Regions from separate parts of the Mus musculus genome. Here all the other regions are linked to region 2. A link is a contact called in public Hi-C and HiChIP or PLAC-seq data. All regions are on one chromosome and are shown on one strand. Each heading gives the region's core, a stretch centred on a gene start, on an enhancer-like site or on the middle of the called end of the contact. The rest is flanking DNA. Distances are from core to core; before and after follow the strand shown. Region 1 overlaps Atxn1 (ataxin 1). Region 2 overlaps Atxn1 (ataxin 1). Region 3 overlaps Atxn1 (ataxin 1).

Evidence for each region. A called contact is a pair of places that touch in the nucleus more often than the background predicts. HiChIP or PLAC-seq counts read pairs in DNA pulled down with a chosen protein or histone mark.
Region 1: a Hi-C map of the C2C12 cell line shows a contact between it and region 2, with 1.6 times the contacts expected there. The contact joins two enhancer-like sites. A contact is called at or near these places in 2 of 15 datasets of contacts at CTCF or cohesin (the NIH/3T3 cell line and pro-B cells), 5 of 484 Hi-C or Micro-C datasets (3T3-L1-derived adipocytes, the C2C12 cell line, adipose-derived mesenchymal stem cells and 2 more), 3 of 115 datasets of contacts at active chromatin or transcription factors (bone marrow-derived macrophages, embryonic stem cells and memory CD8 T cells) and 1 of 9 other capture datasets (embryonic stem cells).
Region 3: a contact with region 2 is called in a BATF HiChIP or PLAC-seq map of CD8 T cells, with 6 read pairs. The contact joins two enhancer-like sites. A contact is called at or near these places in 1 of 15 datasets of contacts at CTCF or cohesin (pro-B cells), 26 of 484 Hi-C or Micro-C datasets (CD4 T cells, CD8 T cells, DN3 thymocytes and 13 more), 8 of 115 datasets of contacts at active chromatin or transcription factors (CD8 T cells, bone marrow-derived macrophages, effector CD8 T cells and 5 more) and 1 of 9 other capture datasets (embryonic stem cells).

What each region holds. Positions count from the first base shown.
Region 1 is chr13:45,746,412-45,750,200 of GRCm38.p6, forward strand. The region is part of intron 4 of Atxn1 (ataxin 1); the gene reads right to left. Among named protein-coding and RNA genes, the nearest start is that of Atxn1, 220 kb to the right of the region's middle. Within about 2 kb of position 2,415, at least 67 of the 459 cell types and tissues checked have an H3K27ac peak or open chromatin away from gene starts, as enhancers often do. A contact at or near this core is called in the C2C12 cell line and embryonic fibroblasts, where this site is marked.
Region 2 is chr13:45,921,545-45,925,127 of GRCm38.p6, forward strand. The region is part of intron 2 of Atxn1 (ataxin 1); the gene reads right to left. Among named protein-coding and RNA genes, the nearest start is that of Atxn1, 42 kb to the right of the region's middle. Within about 2 kb of position 1,252, at least 82 of the 459 cell types and tissues checked have an H3K27ac peak or open chromatin away from gene starts, as enhancers often do. A contact at or near this core is called in the C2C12 cell line, CD8 T cells, DN3 thymocytes and 4 more, where this site is marked.
Region 3 is chr13:45,692,322-45,695,811 of GRCm38.p6, forward strand. The region is part of intron 6 of Atxn1 (ataxin 1); the gene reads right to left. Among named protein-coding and RNA genes, the nearest start is that of Gm34582, 170 kb to the left of the region's middle. Within about 2 kb of position 1,405, at least 84 of the 459 cell types and tissues checked have an H3K27ac peak or open chromatin away from gene starts, as enhancers often do. A contact at or near this core is called in CD8 T cells, DN3 thymocytes, effector CD8 T cells and 2 more, where this site is marked.

The sequences.
Region 1 (3,789 bases), core at 1,165-3,664, 170 kb before region 2:
AAATAGCAGAGAGCGCTAAGCTTCAGCAAGGGAAGGAGAAGCGGTGGCATTAGGAGTCAGGCTGCAGTTTCATCCTGCCTTCCACCCTGTCGTCATCCTGTCTTGACAGCCTTAACTTACACACTTCACTGAGCTCACCCCGGGACTCAGGGGAAAAAGGCTTTCTCCAAGGCAGACACCAAGTTGTACTCAATGCTCTGGAGCAGTAGGGGGCAGTCATTGGTAAGTGCTAGGAGGGCCCTGGTGTATTGCCAGAAGAGAGAGACACTTCAGGACCACTCAGTTGGCAAATGACCCCATGCTCTGCAAACATGAGGACCTGAGTTCACCCAAGAACACATGTTTCTAGGTGTGGTGGCATGTGCTTGTAACACCAGCATTGGGGAGGCCAGGCAGGAGATTCCCTGGGGCTCACTGGGCCACCAGCTTAGCCACTCAAGAGTTTCAGGCCAAGGAAAGTCCATAGTCTCAAAAAATAAGATGGGTGGTACTCTGAGAAACAACACGAGATGGTGTCTTGAAATTGTTCTCTGACCACATCCATGCATACACACACACACAAGTGTGTGTGCATATATATATATATATATATATATATATATATATATATATACACACATATATGTGTATGTATATATATATGAACTTGTACATACATAGCACATGAATACATACATACATGCATTCACATACATACAAACATATATACACACATGAACACAATACACACATGTACACACATACAGAGTTACACAAATATACACATGCAAACACATATATACACATATTTACACACATAGACATACACATATATACACATGTACATACACAAATATGCATATATATACATACACTAATGTATATACATACATATGCACGTACACACACAGACACACATTCACACACATGTATACTTCCTGCAAAGAAATATGCCAACAATGCCAAGCCACACACCTTGCTGCTTCTGAAGTGTAAACCTAGCGTGGTTCACCAGGAGCTGCACACACTCTTCACAGCAATGGAGCATTTACTTAACACAGAGGGTTTGGAACTGAAAAGATGGCGAGTTAGAAATATGGGGCAAGCGGTGTGCACAGAGTGGAGCTATGGCTTCGGTTCTGCTCATCTCTTTCCTGTCCCGAGGCCACCACATCATTCCAGGCCAGGGGTTGGGCGGGGGAGAGGTAAGCAGGGAGGCCACTGTGGCTTGGTGCCTATTTCCTGAGGAACAGTCGTTTATGGTGCCCTTTGCCACATCTGGAAAGACAGCAACACTGGAACCTGACTAAGCTCGGACGCAGAAGCACTGTTTCTGTTCTCTTCGTTTGGGATGGGACAAGGCAACCCACCATACACCTGCTCACAGGAAAGCACAAAAGTCTGACATCACACCCTAAACCAAGGTCCTGTGAGCGTCACAGGACAGTACGCCAGGAGGGAAAAAATGATTGCTTACCTATGTGCTAATCTTCTAAATGGCCCTTGAATCACAGCCCTGTGATTGAAGGCCTAGGCATTGATGGTTAGTGTACTGGGCATCATGATTTCAGCTACTAGTTTTTAAGATTCTTACATTTGGAGTATTTGCTTGCCTGCAGTGTCCGAGGAGGTCATAAGGGGGCATTATATCTCCTGGAACTGGATTCACAGAAGGTTATGGGCTACCACATGGGTCATGGAAACTGAACCCAGGTCCTCTGTAAGAACAAGTACTCTTATCTGCGGAGCAATTTCTCCAGTCCCTATTTTATCTTAAACCTTGTCTTTTACATTATTTGCTTGCTTGCTTGTTTGTTTGTTTGTTTGTTTGTTTTGGTGGGGGCAGGCATGCTTCAACAGGCATGTGGAGGTCAGAGGACAATTCGTAGGGGGTGGTTTCTCTCCTTTCCTTGTGTATGTTCTACATTTTAAACTCAATTCATCAGGTTTGGTGCCAAGAGACTTCACCAGTTGAGCCATCTCTCTGACCCTCAACTATTTTCTCAAAACCCCCAAAGTCTGGCACAGTGAGGGCTCTCTAGAGTGTCTGCCTTCTCAAGCATTGCTAGCTAATGCTTTTAGAGCTTTGTCCTTGAGTTTAAGCTCGTTGCTGACCTCTGGGCTTGGGGCTAAACACCACTAACTCCTCAGAAGGTCACTAGAGACCCCGTGTGCTAGTCAGATCTGTGCTTAAAGCATCAAGAAGCTTTGGAATCAGAGAACTTGATTGTGGCATGTGAAATTGCACAGAAATTCTATTTTTCTGGGCGTGGCGGCTCACGCCTGTAATTTCTGGCACAGAGAAGGCTGTGGGGGCAGGGGTGGGGGTGGGGAGGATAGGAAGCTCAAAGCCAGACTGAGTTAAGAGCGAGACACTGTTATGGTTTGAGTGTGACACACCTCTCATGAGCTCATGGGTTGAAACACTGGTTTGAAGTGGGCGATGCTGCTTTGGAATGCTGTGGAGCTTTTTGGAGACTGATTCTCAATGATGGAAGTGGGCCACTGGGGGCAGGCCTTGTGATTCGTTGCCCAGTCCTACTTCTGGTCTGCTTCCTGCTTCTTGGTTGCAGACACAACTCGACCAACTGCTTCTATTACCATGCCCTTTCTGCATGATGATCTATATCCTTCCCTAACTCCTCCTACTGTAGGCTGCCTTTGTCAGCTGTTTTTATCACAGCAGCTAGAAAACTAACTAGTAAGGACCTTGTCCAGGCAGGGGCCAGGTGAGAGACAGGAACACCATATGAACAATTTCTTTTTTTCATTATCAAGTCTAGCACACAAAAAATGACTAGAGGCACAGAGGGCATTAGGGGCTTTAAGTCTTAGTACACCAGGCTGAGAGGGTCACAGAACAGCTTTGAGCCTTGCTTCCAAACCAAGAGAAACCAGAAGTCGTCGGCTTACTCCAACCTTTGGCCTTCTCTACCCTGTCTATCCCACACTCCTTCGTTCCTTGTCTTTCCTTGCCAGCAGGGATCAAGTGTGTTAGGAAGGCGGTGCCTTTGAGCCCTGAGGAATCTGACAATGGCCTTCCTCACACTGTTCCCACAGTAATCAGAGCCAGCTGTCCAGGCTGTGTCCAAGTTGTGTCTCAGGATCACACACAACAGGACCTCTGCTTGGGAACTTCAGCTCCAGACTGCCCCTCTCCCCCCGCTCCCCGGAACTTTTTCTTCAAGTCAGCACACTCCTGGCAACCCACGAGTGAGTCCGTGATCCTGGGGGCTTCATGTCTAGAGTATAGCCATAATCATTTGACAATTCCCCACTAACAATGGCTGGAAGATCTAGAGACTTTAAGATCTTTGAACCTATACACACAGCTCTCTGTAGTGCCATGGGGTCCCCATCATATGTAGACATGGGGTTTCCTCAAGCATTTTGTCACCTTCTATTACCATGGAAAAGCTAATGGGGCTTGGGTGAGGGTGACCATCTCAGAGGAGAGAGCAGAAAACTTGTAAGACACAGCCCTGTGCAGTCAGGATAATGAAGGGCTCCCTTTCGCCAGCAGCTGAACTATGCGGTCCTAATAAGGGAGGCTCCTTGAAAAGTGTTGCTTGTATTTTTAGCTTTTCTAAGGGAGGAAGGAGTTTTTGAATGGACAAAATGGAAAGGAATGTGGGGCAAGGGTGTGGGAGTGGGGTGGGGGGTGCTATGGAAACGGGGTGGTAAGATCAGGAAAAACTCAGCCTTAGTCAGGGACAGATAGGCAGCTTCCTCCTTTCTTGACAGATGAGCACAGCTGGACTTCCTGACTTGTGTGACATGATGCTGAGGTCTTCTGGTCCAGACACCAAG
Region 2 (3,583 bases), core at 2-2,501:
CACACACACAAATATATAAACACACACACATAAACACACACACACATAAACACACACACATACACACACACATAAACACACACACATACACACACTCCTTATTTGTTGGTATATATATATATATATATATATATATAAATACTCCAGGAAACATTTATGCAAACTTCTTAGAAATAAGGGAGAATTCTACTATGGAATGCAAGCCATTGATTGTCCTGTTTTTCAAAGTCTTTCTACTACAGAGCCTGAGTTCCTGCAAGGTGTGTGTGTGTGTGTGTGTGTGTGTGTGTGTGTGTGTGTGTGTGTGTGTGTAGTGGGAGCAGGAATTATTTCCAGAGGCAATGACATATGGTATTATCATCTTGGCTCTTGCTTTAAGAATCTCCAGACATTTACACGCTATAAAAAATGATGGTTATCATCTTTTTTTCAAACAACCTTCCTTGGATAGTTAAAACGAGTTCAATTTCATACAGTCAGCATGCATGTAAGTTCATACTATAAATCAAGCCCAAGAAGTGAGCTGCAATTATTATTTAATCCTAAAGAAAAGAATGAAGAGACCGAACGCAAACACCATCTTTCATAGATAAAATAGAGTTGTGTTATTTATGACCCCTGCAGCTGAGTCTTTTACTTAGATGTCGAGCAAACTGCACTGCGTAGGCTAAATTTCCTTAAGCTTTTCTGGACAAATTCCCTGCATTCAACAGAAGAAGTTCCAATGTTTAGTCACAAAAGAATCTCTCCAAAGCATTAAGATAATTACACAATTTTAACTTCTAAGTGTATATATATATATTTAAATTAATAACAGTGTACGGCCTTCCTTAGAAGGAAATTTGAATTACAAAGAATCTCTGACTTTTCAAAATTCCTGAACCCAAAAGCCATTTTAAAAAAACCCATGAGCCAAGTAGCTTCACTAAATATTTATCACGGGATAACGTTTCTACCATCCGAAAGCTGCTGGCAACGGTTCAAACTCAAGTTCCTGACCTTTTTTTTAAAAAAAAAAAAAAAAAAAAAAAACTCTCATGTTTCTCCGCATCAAACCAAAGCATGTCGGTTCTAGTGCGGCTCATGAAAGAGCCTCTGAGGGCAGCTCAAAGGAACCTCAAGCACAATGACTTCATACTCAAAAGAGTCTTCTCATGGTAACAGCATTTAAGTCCGTGAGTCACAAGGCTCAGTCTGAGGTTTTGCTCCATCAGCTCCTCCAGGCAGGTGAGCTAAGGGCTCTACTGTCTTAAGTGCAGTGAGGCAGTTTGTCTAAATATGGACAGACTTCATGAGAAGCTGAAATGGGGGCGGTGACTATGCCCAATTCCTCAGTATAAACTGAAAGAAAAAAAATCATGAAGTCTCAGAGCCCCGCTGCCGTGTGTGTGTGTGTGTGTGTGTGTGTGTGTGTGTGTGAGAGAGAGAGAGAGAGAGAGAGAGAGAGAGAGAGAGAGAGAGAGAAATAGAAAGTGTGTGTGGTGTGTGTGCATGTGTGTATGAGAGTGTGTGTGTGGTGTGTGTGTAAGAGGGAGAGAGAGAGAGTATGTGGTGTATGTGTGTGGTGTGTGTGTATGTGAGTGTGTGTGTGGTGTGTCTGTAAGAGGGAGAGAGAGTGTGTGTGGTGTGAGTGTGTGAATGAGTGTATAGTCTGTGTGTGTGGTATGTGTGTTTGAGTGTGTATGAGTGAGTGTGTGGTATGTGTGTTTGAGTGTGCATGAGTGTGTGTGAGTGTATGTGTGTGTATGTGTACTGTGTGTTTGAGTGTGTATGGTGTGTGTGTGTGTATGTGAGTGTGTGTGTGGTGTGTGCGTAAGAGGGAGAAAGAGAGTATGTGGTGTGAGTGTGTGAGTGAGTGTATAGTATGTGTGTGTGGTATGTGTGTTTAAGTGTGTGAGTGTGTGTGAGTGTATGTGTGTATATGTGCACTGTGTGTTTGAGTGTGTATGAGTATCTGTGTGTGTGTGTGTGTGTGTGTGCACATGCATGCATGCTCAGGTGCACAGAGGAACCAGGGATCATTTTCTGTCCGTTACATTGCTCTGCACTCTTGTACTTATTTTTAAAAGGCAGGATCTCTCACTGACCCTCAAGTTCTGATTCAGATAGACTGACTAGCCCTGAACCCCTAGGAATTCTCCTGTCTCTGCTTCCTCGGAAGTGGAATTGTAGGTGCACACTGCCAAGTTTTGTTTTGTTTTGTTTTGTTTTGGTTTGGTTTGGTTTGGTTTGGTTTGGTTTTAAACAAGAAGTTGAAGGAGCCAAACTCGGGTCCTCATGCCTGTATGGCAGGCACTTTACTGACTGAGCCCCGTTTCCAGCCCTGTAGATGCCCTTAACCAGTGGAACCATTAGGACCATGGGCTTACTTCCAAGATTGCACAGTAGGAAGCAGTGACACCTTTTGTGACCGTGGTCTCTCATCATATCCATTCCCCAGAGACAGCACACTCGACTAGAACAAGCAACCCCTTGAACAGAGCAAAAAAACAGGGGGCTCTCTGTACACAACCTTCCGGCTTACAGATTTCCACAGGACACCCATCCAGACCCCGGCCATATGCAGACATCAGAGCCAACCATTCAGACACCAGCCTTACGTAGACTCCAGGGTTTGAAGGGACAGCAATCAGTCACAGAGCTGTGGGGATCCCACCAAGGCCTCTCCTTGTTGTTAGTCCCTGTGTCCCCAGAGAAACATCAAAATAGCCAAAAGTCCACACTAACATGAGATTCTCAAAGAAACAAGACACCTTATTTTAATGTCATACTTGCTACTTACATTATGGTCCACTTGAAGACAGTTGGATCAGATAAACAGCCAAGAAAGCAAGAGTCTATCGATGTAGTTTTATAACGAGATCACTTGAAACATGGCTATGAGAAAAAAACGTGATTCTCCTTTCTCTCCCCATCCCATTCTCTCTCTGTCCGTTGATTGGTTTACTTTACTTGGATCTATTGGTCTCAGACTCCTCCACAGCCTTCCCAAGTCTGTGAGCTGTTGACTGGGGCTTCCCCAACTGTTGTTTATTATTCTAGTTACTACACGAGGAGTGTGATTGTTAATGTGTTACTGTGAGCTTCTAAAGGAGTCAAAACAGCCAAAGAAAAGCTTGAACTATACACAGAAAAAAAAAAAAAAAAGGCTAGAAAAATGCCTCAACAACATGGGAAATGACTCACCGCTAAAGAGATGGAGGCTCAGGAAACCGCTTTCCCGTTCAAGTCGGGGCAAATATGTACAGATGAAAGCAGCCCCAAAGCAGCTCAATCTAGTTTGCATCAGAAGCCAGATTTCGACAGTCACCTTGTTTGAAATAGTCTCAGAAATGGTTTTCAAGTTTTTCTCCCTTTCTGGGGTTGCTGAGATCAGTCGTGACTTGCACTTGTAAGCACTTAGCTAGAACCTACTGCCTCCTTCTCTCCTACAACAGCATCTATACCCAGGTATGAGAAGGCATCTTCCCCACAAGGCTGACTCTTATTTGTTCCATTCCTCCCTGCTGAGTTTAACAGAAAAGGCGCTAGCAGAACATTTAAGTTAAACGTAAGCATTCCTATACAGAAGGACTCAATAAAT
Region 3 (3,490 bases), core at 155-2,654, 230 kb before region 2:
ACAAAAGTCTGGCTCTGAGATCTCAGGTAGCCTGACTCAAAAGCAGCTAATACAAGTTTTATCTTTCAGTGTTTCACACTTCTTGGGGCACACACAAGTATGGATTGACCTTATTCCCTTGCTAGGAAGTTTAAGGCAGAGGCTCCCAGAAATACGGCTCTGAGTAATTCTGCCCAGCACCCCTCTTGGCACACCTGAGTGCCTTGGCATCTCCAACTCCAGTGGAGCGCTTCTGAGATAAGCTCCCGAGCACAGTGAACAGAGATGGCTCAGTCCTGCACGCTGGACTGAGAACTTCTCCTGATTCATAACCTTCTTTTAACAAATAGTATTCTAAAGGTCAGTTAGAAATCGTCACGGTCGGTTAGGCGGCTCCACCCCTTCCTATCCCCACTCCCCCCTGCCCCCAACACAGATATGGCAGGAGTTCACAGACTCTTCTTTGCACAGCTCTTTCCTTCTGTGAGACTGCTGGGGGGTGGAGGGAGCTGAGGAGAGCGTCTGTGCCTGCAATGGCTGGACCTGGCCAAGCAACTCAGAGAGCAACAGTTAAGACTCCTCTCAGAGAGAATGGCCTATACTCGGGTCTCCAAGAGGTTCCTTCTCCGGGTAACATACAAGGGAAGCGGCCCGAAATGAATGAAGCTACCATAAGTGAGATTTGAAGGAGGTGAGGGGAGAGATTCAAATGAGCAAGACAGGAAATCCTTGTAGAATCCTGCATGGAAAAGGACAGAGCCTCCTCACCTGTGGTCCACAGGCCAACCTGCAATTTCAAACAAGGACTAAACATGTGGAGGGAACCCCCTGTACACACACACACACACACACACACACACACACACACACAGATGATAATAAAATGTCCTCTCTCAGACCCTCTTACCTATTTCAGAATGTTTGTATGATCTAGAAATTGGTATCGCAGATGCAAACCTAAAAACTCCGACCTGACAGACACATCAGGAAACCACTTGAGTGTTCTTAGAAGAATGTGCACGTGCGGTTTTCTTACTCCTAGACCAGAATTCACACCCCTTGTCTCTGTGCTGTTTGAACAGGCAGAGTGCTGTTTGGTTTTGCCTGCTTCTTCCTAGGTGCACTCTAAATGGTATTCTAAGCAGTTATTCTGATAAAGGGCTGGAAAAACACCCAAGCTTTAGGACACCTTCATTCCTGTCATCCTCAGAAGCAGGGAAGTATGATGTGGCCTTCCAAAACTGGCTTCTGGTAGCTTTCTCTCCTCCCAAACACCACAGAGCAGAAGCTGGGCCTCATCTGAAGTAACCCATCAATTCTTTCCTCTAAGTGGTATGCCTGAGGGGGAACGCTCCCCGTGACCTTGTGCTTAGCTAACTTCCCGTGTCATGCAGCACTTCCGGCCCAGCTCCGTGCCAGGAATAAAAGGGAACGCAGATGTCAATGAAATGACGGGGCTATACGAGATAAAAAGATCGCCATCTGTAGACAGTCATGTGTAGGCTGCTCATAGACAAGAAACCACAAACCACTCAGTTGGAAAAGAGGAGGAACGGCGTGGGGTGGAATTTTGCTTTTTAAGTACCCCAAAATCCCCCAGGCTCACTAATAGTTACACTATAATATGATGGCCTTAAATGCTTTCCCTACCCACAGCAATATCACACATATCACAGACATTTAGCATCTACTCCTACACTGCAGTGAGATCAGTGGATAAGACTGTGACTCTCCAACACTTACACAAAAAGTCAAACATGGCCATGAGACACATGTGACCTTAAAACGGTGGCAGGGCACGGAGACAGGAGGACCGCTTGGGCTTGCTAAGCTGTCAGCACCCACATTGTCTAGCTTCTATTAGCCTGTAATTCCTGCTGCGGGGAACCTGATACCCCCTTCTGGCCGCTGAGAGTACTCTCACTCATGTATGCACACATATGTACAATTAAAAATAAGGACATCTTAAAGGTTGTTAGATTTACTCACGTTTGCGTGTCGACAAATATATCTGGGCATACACACACCATGTCAACGTATAGGGAGATCAGAGGACAATTTGAAGGAGTTGGGTCTCTCCTTCGATCACGTGGGGGCTGAGGGCCTGAATATATATCGTTAGAATTGTTGTGAGCCCCTTTAGCTGCTAAGCCAGTGGCTCTCAACTTTACTAAGGTGGTTCCTCAGGTTGTGGTGACCTCCAGTCATAACATTATTTTCACTGATACTTCACAACTGTAATTTTGCTACTGTCATGAATCATAATGTAAATATCTGTGCTTTCTGATGGTCTTAGGCGACTCCCGTGAAAGGGTTGGTTGACCCCCCCCCAAGGGGGCCAGGACCCACAGGTTGAGAAGTGCTGTGCTAAGCCATCTTTACATCAGAAGGCTACACTCAGCGCATTAAGCCAAAAGCACCGGAAACCTAGGTTGTAGCAAACCATTGGTTTTTAAAGGAGTTAATGAGGAAAAAGGAGGAGCTGATCTGCTCCACGGCAGAGCAATGTCTCCGTGACACTCGACACAAAAGCTACAACTGCAGAGGTCATTCACTTCCATTTCTCTTGTTGTCCATCTTGAAATGTGTCACCGTGTGTGTGTGTGTGTGTGTGTGTGTGTGTGTGTGTGTGTGTGCTGAGACCCAGGTCACATGGCCACTTGCCACATCGACTACAAAATTCAGGTCTCCTGACTCCTCCTCCTTCAGCTTTCAGTGCCTTCCCCTTCCTGTGCAAGGCTTGAAGCCTCTCAGCTCTCTGAGAGCCAGGTGGAGACACACACACCTCTGTGGGTAAAGGCCAACTGTTAGGAAGAGTGTGACAGAAGGGAGCGGCTGCTAATGAGACAGGCCTGAGTAATCAGGCTGAGGCGTTGTCGGCAGGAGCTGATGAGGCTGGACCGCTTGGCCGAAGATGCTGTGATCACTGCTCACACCTGACAACACCCACACTCATACCCGTCTGCGTGCAAATACACATTCCTTGGCGATCCCTGTTTGTCACACCCTTCTGAGGCACCGGCCTCAAGGCTCTCAGGGCATGAGGACCAAGCTGAAAATAGAAACGGAGGGTTAGAAGGGTGGGGCAAGGTTCAAGCAATTCAAGCAGTGAAAAGAAAGTCCTCGAAGCATGCCTGAGGAGGTCACTGGAGTTTCACATTTTCTTCTTCTCTGCTCACTCTGTTTACAGAGAGATTCTTCAAGTGCCTTAGAGTTGACCGTGTGGTATCTCCAATTTTACTCTTCAGGACCTTAGAGAACTTTTATATCTGAGGTCTGATATAAGCCCTTAATTGCAACAGTGTAAAAGGCAAACCCACCATAACAGTCACAAAGCTGGCCTGGACCAAAGTAACTCCTCTCATTTAAACGGAAGTTAGGTCTGAGAGTGACTTTCTGTAAGACTCATGCTTCCCAGGAAAACAGCAACTTAGAAAACATCATGATGCCAGCAAGTGACCTGCCCAGCAGTGTTTGCGGTGAAACATCCTAAAACTTAAACCCAACAGGG